Regions from separate parts of the Mus musculus genome. Here regions 1, 3 and 4 are each linked to region 2. A link is a contact called in public promoter capture Hi-C data. All regions are on one chromosome and are shown on one strand. The core of a region is the stretch at or near the end of the contact, and the rest is flanking DNA. Distances in the headings are between cores, read along the strand shown.

Region 1 (2,700 bases), core at 141-2,640, 1.4 Mb after region 2:
CTGCCTGCCTCTGCCTCCGAAGTGCTGGGATTAAAAGAAGACCTTTGCCACCGCACCTGGCCTCCTTTTTCTTTTTGTGGTTAACTTTTTACTTGGTGTAGACTCTTCTGATGAGCAGTGTGAGCAGCGTGAGCAGAGTGTGAGGGACTCACTTTATTTTCCTGAGAAACCATACTTGCCTGTCATGGCGAGTGCTCACTGCTCTATCCTTCCTGAAGTTTGTGATTTTATTTTTATCACGGAAGTTTTACTCCTAGGAGACATTCTAGGCTGTTCTCCAGGCTTATCTCTTCTTCAGTCAACATGCCATCATGTTCATCACCAGACTCAAACTTCTCTCTTCTGTCTGACACAGTAGTTCTCATTTTCAAAAAGCATTTTGTTATAGTTAAGGATTCATTTGCACAGATGAAATTCAGTTCAAGTGGCGTGTTTACTTATTCAGCCCTCCATCAATTACAGTGTTGTATCTCTGGTCTCTTTTATACAGGAGCTGATTAACTTGTTAGCAATTGTTGCCTAAGGAACTTACTGTACTGTGGAATACTCTTTAAAACTATACTTTGGAAGGTATCTCTGATGGAAATGATGAGAAAACTAACTTCAATTTCTGCTGTTTGAAGAGTGGGTGCCTGTGAGATTGGAGCGCTTGGACAAAGTGGCTCCTCCTGCCGGCCAGCCCTTCGGAACCACCTGATACTTGACTGTGTATGAAATACTTCAGTTTTGCTTTAAATACTGGCAGCAAGTGCTAGCGTTCGGGGTTGGGGATTTAGCTCAGTGGTAGAGCGCTTGCCTAGCAAGCGCAAGGCCCTGGGTTCGGTCCTCAGCTCTGGAAAAAAAAAAAAAAAAAAAAAAAGACAAAATAACAAAAAGACCAAAAAAAAACAAGGTAACTGGCACACACAACCTTTTTCATTTTCAAAGACCCCCCCCCAAGGGCATTTTCATGTCTGGGGGCAATATTTATTATCTGCCCTTTAGGATATCGCAGTATCAAATCGTTTCCAGCCCTCAGGGAGGGTCCGGTGCAGTGTACAGATGCGGTGATTGACAGTCCGGTGACAGCAGAGGATGCCGGATACTCCTCCCTCCTTGAAGCCTGCCCCTTGGGCCCTTCCTCCATTTCCTGGGAACGCCCCTGTGCCAGATCTTTGGTAACTTTTCTCATTTCTTTAAGACCCACGTTTGTGAATTCGGTCCCATCTGTTTGGATTTTGAAAATAAAAGCAGGGTTCGTCTGGACACCGCGAGCGACCCAGACGACGTGCCCCAAGCGACCTGACCCGCCCCACCCACCACGGAGCGAGCGGTACCAAGGAGGAGGAGCAAGGCTTCCCTCGGGCTAGCCCCGCCCATGTAGCATCTACCCATGCGCAGTGGGATGGGCTTTTTTTTTTTTTTTGGCTTCTTTAGCTTGCCGTCCTTACCCGCCCTGCTCCGCGCGGCATACACGGAAGTGTCTTCTTCATTCTGACAATCCGGGCGTTTGTGATCGCGTCTCGCCAGTTGGCGATTACTACACAGAATGAAAGGAATGCGAGGGCCGGGGGAGAGCCGAGACACCGCCATGGCCGTGGAGCAGGACATATTTGACGCCGTCGTGATGGCGGATGAGAGGTGGGCAGAGAGACCCGGCTCCGCCCCGCCCCGGCAGCTGCTGGGCAGTCCTCGGGGATACCCGCCTTCGCCATCTGCGAGCTGCCACTTTTTCTTGTCCTTTAATTGCCGCACATACGGCGGTATTCATGGGTCTGCTGATGGATATGTCGGGCAGGCCCCTTTGGATCCTGAAAAGTCCCCAGGGAACGCCTGGGCGGGACGGTGGCCCAGGTCATCTTGGCCTCTCCAGGCTGGCTGCTCATTGTGGGTTGGGTACCTCCCCGGGTGACTGCTCAGGCTCGGTTTAGGGAGTCGGGTCCTGGCAGATGCCCACGCCCCCAAATGGGGAGCTGTTCACTGCCTCACATGGGGGCTTCCAGAACATTCCTTCAACAGCGCCGGCAGCAATTTATTGCCAGTTTGAGGGTTGAACTCTTAGACACAATAATACCCACCTACCCAGAGCATCCCAGTGGTGGCATACTGTCTTGATCTTGGGGACATTTTCTGTACCTCTACAGAGGTGTGAGGAGTCCTGGGTGCTTGGAGTGTTTTAGAAACAAACAGGTTGAGTTATGATGGCATGTAGGCTCAGATGCACCTACCCTCACACCTACATTTTCAAAAGTAGATTCCTAGTGTGTTCCGAGCTTGCTTGAGTTTGTATCTTTACATTTTCCTTGTGGGTTCTGGTGCTCGGCTGGGTTTGGTAGTCATCTGTGTAGCCTACCTACAGTTACAGATGATAACCTGGCTTTCTAGGGGTTGGGGCTGTAGTTCAGTTAGTAGAGTGTTTGCCACAGAATGTAGCCCATATGTATCAGGGCTCCTCTTGGAGATGGTGGCACACACCTGTAATCTCAGCATTCAAGAGCTAGAGGCAGGGCTGCTTGAATTGGAGGCCAGCCTTGGCTGCACAGTGAGATACTGCCTCAAAAATGGGACTAATGGGCACAGTAATGGGCCAGGGTGTAGAAGAGCTAGACCTAGAAGCTGTATTCTGTGACTTGAGTTTTAAGCTTTTCCTACTACCCAGACTGCTGGGTCCAGTGGGATCTGGATAATACAAGGCAGGAAGAGGTATCTTGCCTGATGATG
Region 2 (2,883 bases), core at 152-2,651:
TGTGAACCAATATTGGTCAACTAAGGGGGGGGGTTGAGACCGACAACTGAGTTTTACAGCATCTACTTTAGTTAAAATGATACAGCTGTAGACTACCCGACAGGTGAACTATACTCTAGTCCTATCAAAGCCCTGCTTTCTCTGAATCTTACTGTTCATCTGAATATTTGTTTCAATACGTTATTTATTTAATAATAAACATTTATTATTAAAACTGAGCCAGATTAAATCTATTTGAATTTAGATGCAAGGTACCATCACACTTAACCTATCAGGGACTTAATTTGCAATACAGGTCGAATACTCCTATACCAAAAAAAAAAAAAAAAAAAGAAGAAGAAGAAAAGAAATCAGAACGTCCCAAAACCCACTTCTTTTCGAGCACATTTTGGATTTCCAGATTAGGTACGCTCATCTGTCAGACCTACAAATATTCCACAAACCGAACCACTTCAAAACCCAGGCGTTTCTTGCTAATGCACAGTCAGCCTGTTGCACCTACATCACGTACTATTGTGAATGAGTTAAGACACGTCAGGAGCTTAAAGGAGCCCCTGGTGTGTAGTAAGCGGAGATTAGTCACCGAGAGGAAGCAACTACTATGACAGGAAGGCGGCAGTAACTTAAAAGCATTTAACTTTTGGACCAAAAACTTAAACTTGAGTCTTTTTGCTGTGGAATATGCATATGCTCGTTACCGCAGCGCACGCGCCGGAAGCTACCGCGGAAATTCCTCCAAGAGGCAGCGAAGCAGAGTTGGAGGAAGTGCGGGCCAACTTGCCCCAAGGATACCCTCGGAAGAAGGGGTACTGCTGACGACCCTGAACCCGTTAGGGGCGCCCGGGTCTGAAGGCTCAGTGTGTGTCACTAGGCTGGCTCCGCCTCCACCGCAGGCTCAGAGAGTGAGGTCTGGCTCAGAGACCGGGGCACTGTGCGGAGAGCATGCAAAGCCCGGAAGGGCGAGGCGGCGGCCCAGTAGACCCCTTCCTTCCCAGGCGCGGTCTGAGACGAGGCGTACCCAGGCCCACCTCGCTGGGGAGGCCTTGTCCTCTCAAGGAACCGCCTGCGCCGCTTCGCGTGGGTTCTCGGGCGGCGGGAACAAAGCGCGCTGACCTTCAGCCGGGGGCGGGGCTGCACGGAGGAGGGACCGGCCCGCCATCCGCCGCCACCCGCCACCCGGACCTCTGACCCGGTCGCCGCCCGCCTCTGCTCGCCGCCATGGCGCGTCGGCCTGCCCGCGCCGCCCACTCCTCCCCGTCTCCGCCTCCTCCGCCCCAGTCCCTCGCCAGCCGCCCGCCGCGCCGTTACCCGCCAGCACCGCACCTCGCGCCTCCTGCGGCAGTGGCGCCTGTCCTAAGCTCGCTCCGGGGCTGCACCGCCGTGGTCGCCAACAAAACCACCTGCCATTGGCCGTATCGCCGGGCTCCACCCTCTGCGAGCAAAACGGGCGACGAATGGACAATAGAGCTGTTTATCAACTGCACCAGGCACTAGGAAAGGCGGTATCCAATCAAAATCTGTTGAGGGAGCACGGCGTCCAGCCTAAGCCCGCGAGCTATATGTAGTTAGAGTAGTGACGTGTGTTCCGGCGCACGCGCAGTTCGTGCTTCTTTAAAGGGGCTGCTGGGCGCGCGTGTAGGACTTTGGGCTTGTTACAACCTCTAGGGTTTGAGCTTCCTGGACCACATCGGCAACGCTCTTTCCAGATTACTTACAACTCCCTGCCTTCCCCCGGCCTGGGAAAAGCACCGCCTACTTCTCAAGGCCTTCTGACCCTCTGTCTACAGTGCCTGCCTGGCATGGGACTACCCTTCTGATAGAAAAGTTCAGCACATCTGTACTGGCTGGTTTTGTGTGTCAATTTGATACAAACTAGAGTTATCTGAAAGGAGGGAGCTTTGAGAAAATGCCTCCATAGGATCCAACTGTAAGGCATTTTCTCAATGATTGGTGGGAGAGGACCCAGCCCATTGTGGGTAGTACCACCCCTGGGCTTATTGGTGGTGTCTGTAAGAAAGCAAGCTGCACAAGCCAGTAAGCAGCACCCCTCCATGGCCTGTGCATCAGCTTCTGCCTCCAGGTTCCAGCCCTGCTTGAGTTCCTATCCTGACTTCCTTCAGTAATGAACAGCAATATAGACGTGTAAGCCAAATAAACCCTTTCCTCCCTAACTTGCTTTTTGGTCATGGTGTTTTCATTGAAGCAATAGACAACATCTGATAAGAATAAATAACTTGCTTGCAGATAATGTGTGTTTTCCTAACAAATTCTACGAACAGGGCAGTTGGAAACAAAGCTGGGTATGGTGCAACATGCATGCCTTCAATCCCAGTACTTCTGAGATAAGAGATACAGGTGACAGAATGAGCAGTTTGTCACTTCCAACTATGTAGCCAGTGTGGGGCCAGTCTGAGCAACATGCAACCCTGTCTGAAAAACAAAAACTTAAAATGAAGTGTGGTTACTGAAGGCCAGAAGGTCTACAGCATTGTTTTTCTGTATTACTTCTCTTTCATTCTTAAATTGGAACTATGTATAAACAGTTTCGCTTACAAAATTAAGGAAAGTAAATAAGCTCGTATGTTTTTACTTACATTTTTTTCTGACATACATTTTTTTTTCCTGACATTTTGATTGGTTAGTGGCTGGTTTTGCTTTTCCACGACAGGGTTTCTCTGTGTAGCCCTAGCTGTTCTGGAACTCGATCTGTAGACCAGGATGCCCTCAAACTCACAGAAATCCACCTGCCTCTGCCTCTCCGGTGCTGAGATTAAAGCCGTGCAGCAGCACCACCAGGTTTTTACTTCATTTTTATTTGGGGAGTGGATGTGGTTAAATCAGACAAGTATAGAAAATAGTTTGGTAGCCAGGGACTTATTTGGT
Region 3 (2,909 bases), core at 239-2,738, 1.0 Mb before region 2:
TCAGGCCGAGCAATGGGTGACAGAAGAAGTGGGAGAAAACCCCAGAAGTCTGATCTGGAGAGGAAGAGAGATGGGGCTCAGAACTCAGGCTAGGCTAATATCATCTGCTGCTGGGTCATAGCCACATTCATTTTGTAACACTACACAGGAGTGGATATGGGCAGGGATCTGTGCTCACAACTCACCTCTAATCCTTCATCCTAGGGGACCCCAGTGGTCATTTTGATCATTAAATGGGTGACCTAGATGCTTCTCCCAGAGCCACCATGATGGCCTCTTATAATGTGCCTGATATCTCCACCCATGTCTCCTTTCCTGAGCCCCCAAACACAACTATGTTGCCGTGGGGTACAGACAGAAACTTAACAAGGACCGAGGGAGCTGGAAAGCAGCAGAGAGAACCTATGGGGAGAGATGGGCCAGGAAGCAGGAGAGAGCAGCAAGACCACCAAGTCGGGACAAGAGCTATGGGCAGGGATCCCTTAGTTAGGACGAAGCTGGAGGGTCTCTGACCTGCAGGGCTGAGGACTTGTGAACAGCAAGGCCTTGGGAGGCTAGTGGCCTCTTGAAGGAGGTGTGGCCAGGGGCTCCTGGGACAGGGAGTATGCAGTGCTGCTGGGCTGCAAATGTGGCTGGGCAGCCAAGAAAGGGAGGGAAGGAGAAAGGAGGGGGTCCTGGGAGTCTTGCCTGGAAGGGAAAACAACCCAGTCTGGATTGGGAGAGGGGCCGTAGACTTCATACAAGAGATCCAGTCCACCCCACCCTTCCCCATCTCTGCTGCCCAAGGGATTGTTGGCGAGGCTGTGACTTAATTGTTGAGGGGGGCTAGGGTCCTATGTGGGATAGGGCATGGGTGTAGCCTCTGATGTGCTTATGTGGGAAAGGGGACAAAGAGCTGGCAGAGCCTAGAGAAAGACTAGGCTGTGGAACACAGGGTGGGGGCTATGTGGCCAGGCCTTGGTGAGCCTTATGGGGTGGTTTCGTCCAGTCCAGAAAAAGGGGAGTGGGGACAAAGGTACTGCTGGACCACCTACAGCAAGGGAACAGAGTAGATTCACAGAGCAGATTTGGGGGGGGGGGTACAAGGTGTATGACTGTGCTTGGTGGGGCCATGCAATGTTGGGGTGGGGAAACAGGATAGTAGTTGCCCTTTGTAGAATCCACCAGCCAGCAGTGCAGAGATGCGGGACTGCTCATGGCAAAGTGTGGTGCCCTTGTGGGTGGGAAAGCATGTACTGTAGGGTGCTTACAGGTTGAAGAACAGGGAGGTACACTATACACCGAGAGGTATGCAGGATTCTGTGTGGTGCTGGGATGGGGCAAATGGGTACAGAGTGTATGCCGGCTTTTTGCGGGGCCGGGTGAGGGGCGGGGCTGTTCACTGTTTTTATGGCTGAGAGGCGGGGTGCGCTGTGCCGGGGGCGGTGCGCAAGCAGCTTACGGTGCACGGGTGGGGGAGGGGCTTTTCGGGTGCGGGGTTGGGGGTGGGGTGGGGTTTGCGGGACACCGAAAGTGCGGGGCCCTGCGGTGCAGGGAGAGGGTAGCGCGGCCTCCGGAAGCGAGGGGGCGCTGTGCCAGCGCGGGCGCTGTGCGGGGCGGGTGTCGCTCCTTCCTGACCAGGAGGTGCGGCTGCCATGGCGCGGAATGTGTTGTGAGTAAAGTCGTGACCCGCGGAACGGGCTAAGCAGCCCAGGTCGGGTGGGTGCGGGGCCCGGGCCGGAAGCCGGAGGCGCCCGCACGCGGCGGGAAACCCGCCAGGGTCCACGCGGCAGGGCCACCTCGGCTTAGTGTCCTGGCTGTCAATCACAGCCAGCGGCTACAGCCTGCTTTGGCAGACAGCCAGGGCTGAGCCAGGATTGGCCGTTGCCTGCAGGACCCCTGGCCCAAGTCCCCCAAAGTTGCTACATTCACCGGTCTCCACGTGGCCAGCAGTGCTAGCCTCCCACAGTCTGAGCCGGAAACATGTGTTCAGTAAACACGTGACCCACTGGTTGGGTGGCCCTAGGTTGAGCATTAATGCGGTTTTGAGAGTTCTCGTGGAAGCAGAATTGGGGGGACCCTGCAATAAGAAGGGGTGAGGGCTGGTTCCCTGGTGGGCAACCTTGTGATTTCTTTCCGCAGACTGGCTGGGAGACCAGGGACCTCTGAACCAGGCCAGTGTGAGGCAGGGCCAGTCTAGTTCAGCTTTTGGGCTCACCCCCTGGCTTTGCAGGGAGCTGGTTGGACCCATGCGTGAATGAGTGACAGGTGGGTGGGGGCAGAGTGAGACCAGGGATGAGACCTGAGCTTTGAGGAGGACTAGGTTAACAGCCTACCAGTTGGGAACCAGGCTCCCAGCGAGAAGAGAGAGCCAAGAGTTCCATTTGAGATATGCTGTTTGGGGCTGCTCATAAAAAAAAAAATAATAATAGTAGAAAAGAAGTTAAGAGAGCCCTAAAAGGCCAGACCTCTAATTTGACCATTAGGTAGGCTCTTGAGTCATTGAGTTTGGCAAACATTTAGCGATGGGGCCTGCTTCTGAGGCTCCCACCATGCTACCTTGGGAGTCATCTGAAACTCTGGTACCTGCTTCTCAGCCCTGAAACTTCTCTGGTGCCCTCAGCTTGGTGCTTCCAGTGTGGTGCTCCCAAGACTTAGAGGTCTGGCCCACATGCCACACCTCGGTTATCAGTGTGACCCTAGGGTGGTCCTGTGTACCCACCCTCCACCTGGGGACCATGAACTATGAGTCTCTAGTAATCCCAGTCCTTGAGTTTCTCCTGTCCTTCTCCATGTCTGCTCAGGTGGGCATGGAGGCGAGCAGGACCACCAGGCAGAGATCCTGCTTTCTCTACAGGCCTGATAATGGTGGAAACTGGCTATCCCACCAAGTCCTGCTTGTTTAGATAGTTTTAGGTGTCCAGTGAGGT
Region 4 (2,946 bases), core at 422-2,921, 1.0 Mb after region 2:
ACAGTGGAGTGGTGTGGTCACATGGCTTTGGTGGATCCCCATTTTTTCCCCTAAATTGAATTCCTGAGAATTTTACCAGTGCTCAGAAAACATCAGAACCATCACTTCCCAAGTGGTTACACAAAGCAGCCAGCAAGCTAATACACTAACAAGACAGTCCTGCAGACATTTAAAGGCAGAAACCTTCCTTGATTTCAGTTTGATGGGCATACCTGTGGAAGTGCAGTATTGAGCTGCCTCTGCAAAGAATCTCTTTCATGACCAACTTCATGCAACTTCCCCTGGGTTAATGCCAGTGTTTCTTGTGTCTCTCTTAGTGTGTCCAGAAGGCGGTCCCGTTCTTCCAACATGGAAACCATGAGCTGCTCAAAATGCGAATCAGCATCTGGCTGTGAAGGGGAGCCTGACCCATGGCTCCCACCTCCTCCTGGAGGGCCTTCTGCTTCACTAATGGTCGGCATCACCTCGCACATCATCTTGAAAAAGGAACGGTACAGACCACAATCAGTAGGTGCAGAACAAGAGTTTCCACAAACCTGCAGCTTTCTGAGCACCACCTGTGGCTAATGAGAAAAAGGCTGACAGCCCCAGAGCTATCCGTGACGATCATCCACTCTGGATGCACACACTCTGGGAAGTAGCATGCACAGGTCAATATAATGAGCAGATTGGGGGAGACAGTCCTGGGAGCAAGAGGAGCTGGGATGCTCACCTCCAACCAGTGGGGGTCTGTTTAAAATCCACATTTAACAGCTGAAGACAGTTTCCTCAGGAAGAGAGATTCCAAACAGTCCCTCAACCACAGAAGAAGACTGGAAACTGACAAAACACCAGCACTATGGACCCAAGCATCCTCCAGGAATGTGTGCAGTCAGCTCCTGGGAAGGACTAGCAGGCACCCTGACTTGTGGGGCTGGATATTTGGTGATCAGCGGAAAAAGCAACTGGATTGGCTTTTTAAAGTCTGGACAGAAGTGTTTAGCAAAGGCCTGCTGCTGTGTAACGGTTGGTCAGCCAACCCAACTTACATAAGTTCACAGTCAAAGACAGGGGAAAAGAACAGAAAGAGAAAATATACCCACACTGGGAATCTAGGAAGTCGGGACAACAGGGCTAGGTTAAAAAAAAAAAAAAAAGGAGGAGGAGGAGGAAAAGGTGAGATGGAACTAGAGATTGCATGCTGTCAGGGCACAGGGTGGAGGATGAAGCAGAAGGCGCTGCAGGTGCATCTGAGCAGCACCCGCTGCCCCGGCCTGGCTCAGCTGACCCCACAGCCTCACTGCCCCCAACCTCACTTACTCTGGCCAGTCTAAGCGAACTCGGACCTAACTGCTATCAACCCGTTTTGCCAGGCTAGCCGCAACTCTGCTGGCTCTGCTGACCCCCGCACACTGACCCTGCCGACCCGGCCCCACCGACCCTGGCCCGCCACCCAGCGCGGCCCGCTCCACCCGCCCTCACCTTGGCCGGCGGGCGCGGCTCCGGGGCTATGAAGCGGCCTTCGGGCGGCGGCCGGCTGCGGGCCGACCCACGCAGCCCCGCGGCTGCGTCCTCGCCCGGCCCCCGGGCCCGCCGCCCCGCTCGTCACGAAGGCCGGCCCGCCGCCGCGGGACACTAGCGAGCGCAGAGAACCGGGCCCGGCGCGTCGCCGGCGTCAACGTGCCCGACGTCCGGCGCGTCGGCGCGAGCGTCAGCACCGCCCCCCGCGGGAGAGGTTGGCCGCGGGGCCGTGCGCATGCGCTAGATCCGCGGTAGTGGGCGGGCGGTCTATCGGGAGATCCAATTGGCTAGTCCTCGCTTTAGCCCCGCCCCCGGCAGGCCAACCCCCTGCGGAGACAGGGCGACCGTGGAAACACCGGTAAAGATCTCTGGCAGGTGTGCGCAGCTCGCAGTCCTGCTTCCGTGCTCTCACGCCAGTGTGTGTGTGTTGACGTCACCCAAACGCCGACGTCACCTGAGCACTCGCCCCCCCCCTCAAAACCCAAGACCTCTGGGGAGTCCCGCCGGACCACCTGCAAAACCGGAAAGTGCTGACAGGTCGGGCAAGGTACCTTCTACCTCTATGCCTACCCTTCAGAAGTCTGAGGCAGGAGAATTACAGCAAGGTGGAGACTCTGCCTGTAAAATACAAACAAAGGCTACTGCCATCAACCCTGACGACTGAGTTCGAACCCTAGGACCCAGAAGACCTGCAGTAGATCCTCGGAACCTACATAGTCCTGAATGTTGTCCTCTGACCTGCACACATGTATCGTGTGGGTGCATACATGTGCTCACATTCACACGCGCACACACAACAACAACAAAATGTAAGGGCTCAGTCACTCTTGCAAGTATTAGAACCTAAGTTCCATTTCCCAGACTCCACGTAAAAATAAAAAGCTAGCTGGCCTTGGTGCTACACGCCTTTATTCCCAGCACCCAGGCAGATCTCTGGGTTCAAGCTAGCCTTGTCTACATAGTGAGTTTCAGGACAGCCAGGAGTACATACTGAGACCTTGTTTTAAAACTTTTTTTTTTAATTAACGCCAATAAAATAGTCCAGAAACCAAAGCAAAATGATCATCAACCATAACTGAAAAGCCAATAAAACTTTCCAAAGGCCAAGGCAAGAATACTGTCGACTAGTATAGGCTACATAGAGAGCCAGGACAGTCAGGGTTACATGGGCAGATTCCTGTTTCAAGAAGTCAGTAATTAATTACAAAGTCAAGTTACAAGTATAACCAAGCACAATAGTGCCCACCTGAAATCCTAGCACTCAGAAAGCAGAGGCAGGCAGGCAGATCTCTGAGTTTTGCCCGATCTATATAATGAGACCTTTTTCCACAAAACAAGTCAGAATGTAAATAGAAGCAGCAAAGTCTTTAAGGACTATCAGCCACTGCACACAAGTTCTCAGTTGCCTTGATCTCAGGTTTGGATTTGAGGAAATGCTCAAGCCAG

Evidence for each region. Promoter capture Hi-C pulls out the DNA fragments that hold promoters and counts their contacts.
Region 1: a promoter capture Hi-C map of pre-B cells shows a contact between it and region 2, with 4 times the contacts expected there. The contact joins the promoter of LTO1 here to the promoter of Nap1l4 in region 2. A contact is called at or near these places in 3 of 39 promoter capture datasets (erythroid cells, hippocampal neurons and pre-B cells).
Region 3: a contact with region 2 is called in a promoter capture Hi-C map of pre-B cells, with 4 times the contacts expected there. The contact joins the promoter of Mrpl23 here to the promoter of Nap1l4 in region 2. A contact is called at or near these places in 3 of 39 promoter capture datasets (the C10 cell line, liver and pre-B cells).
Region 4: a contact with region 2 is called in a promoter capture Hi-C map of pre-B cells, with 2.3 times the contacts expected there. The contact joins the promoter of Ppfia1 here to the promoter of Nap1l4 in region 2. A contact is called at or near these places in 1 of 39 promoter capture datasets (pre-B cells) and 1 of 115 datasets of contacts at active chromatin or transcription factors (large pre-B cells).

What each region holds. Positions count from the first base shown.
Region 1 is chr7:144,913,710-144,916,409 of GRCm38.p6, forward strand. It overlaps LTO1 (ABCE maturation factor), which reads left to right and starts at 1,391. Exons shown (of 4, transcript NM_001357869.1): 1 at 1,391-1,620. The coding sequence starts at 1,529. It overlaps Bc1 (brain cytoplasmic RNA 1), which reads left to right and starts at 761. Exons shown (of 1, transcript NR_038088.1): 1 at 761-914.
Region 2 is chr7:143,547,719-143,550,601 of GRCm38.p6, forward strand. Nap1l4 (nucleosome assembly protein 1-like 4) reads right to left here and starts at 1,402. Exons shown (of 16, transcript NM_008672.3): 1 at 1,324-1,402.
Region 3 is chr7:142,531,544-142,534,452 of GRCm38.p6, forward strand. It overlaps Mrpl23 (mitochondrial ribosomal protein L23), which reads left to right and starts at 1,489. Exons shown (of 5, transcript NM_011288.2): 1 at 1,489-1,651. The coding sequence starts at 1,635.
Region 4 is chr7:144,552,058-144,555,003 of GRCm38.p6, forward strand. Ppfia1 (protein tyrosine phosphatase, receptor type, f polypeptide (PTPRF), interacting protein (liprin), alpha 1) reads right to left here and starts at 1,672. Exons shown (of 32, transcript NM_001195086.1): 1 at 1,462-1,672; 2 at 213-476. The coding sequence starts at 476. It also overlaps the pseudogene Gm35626.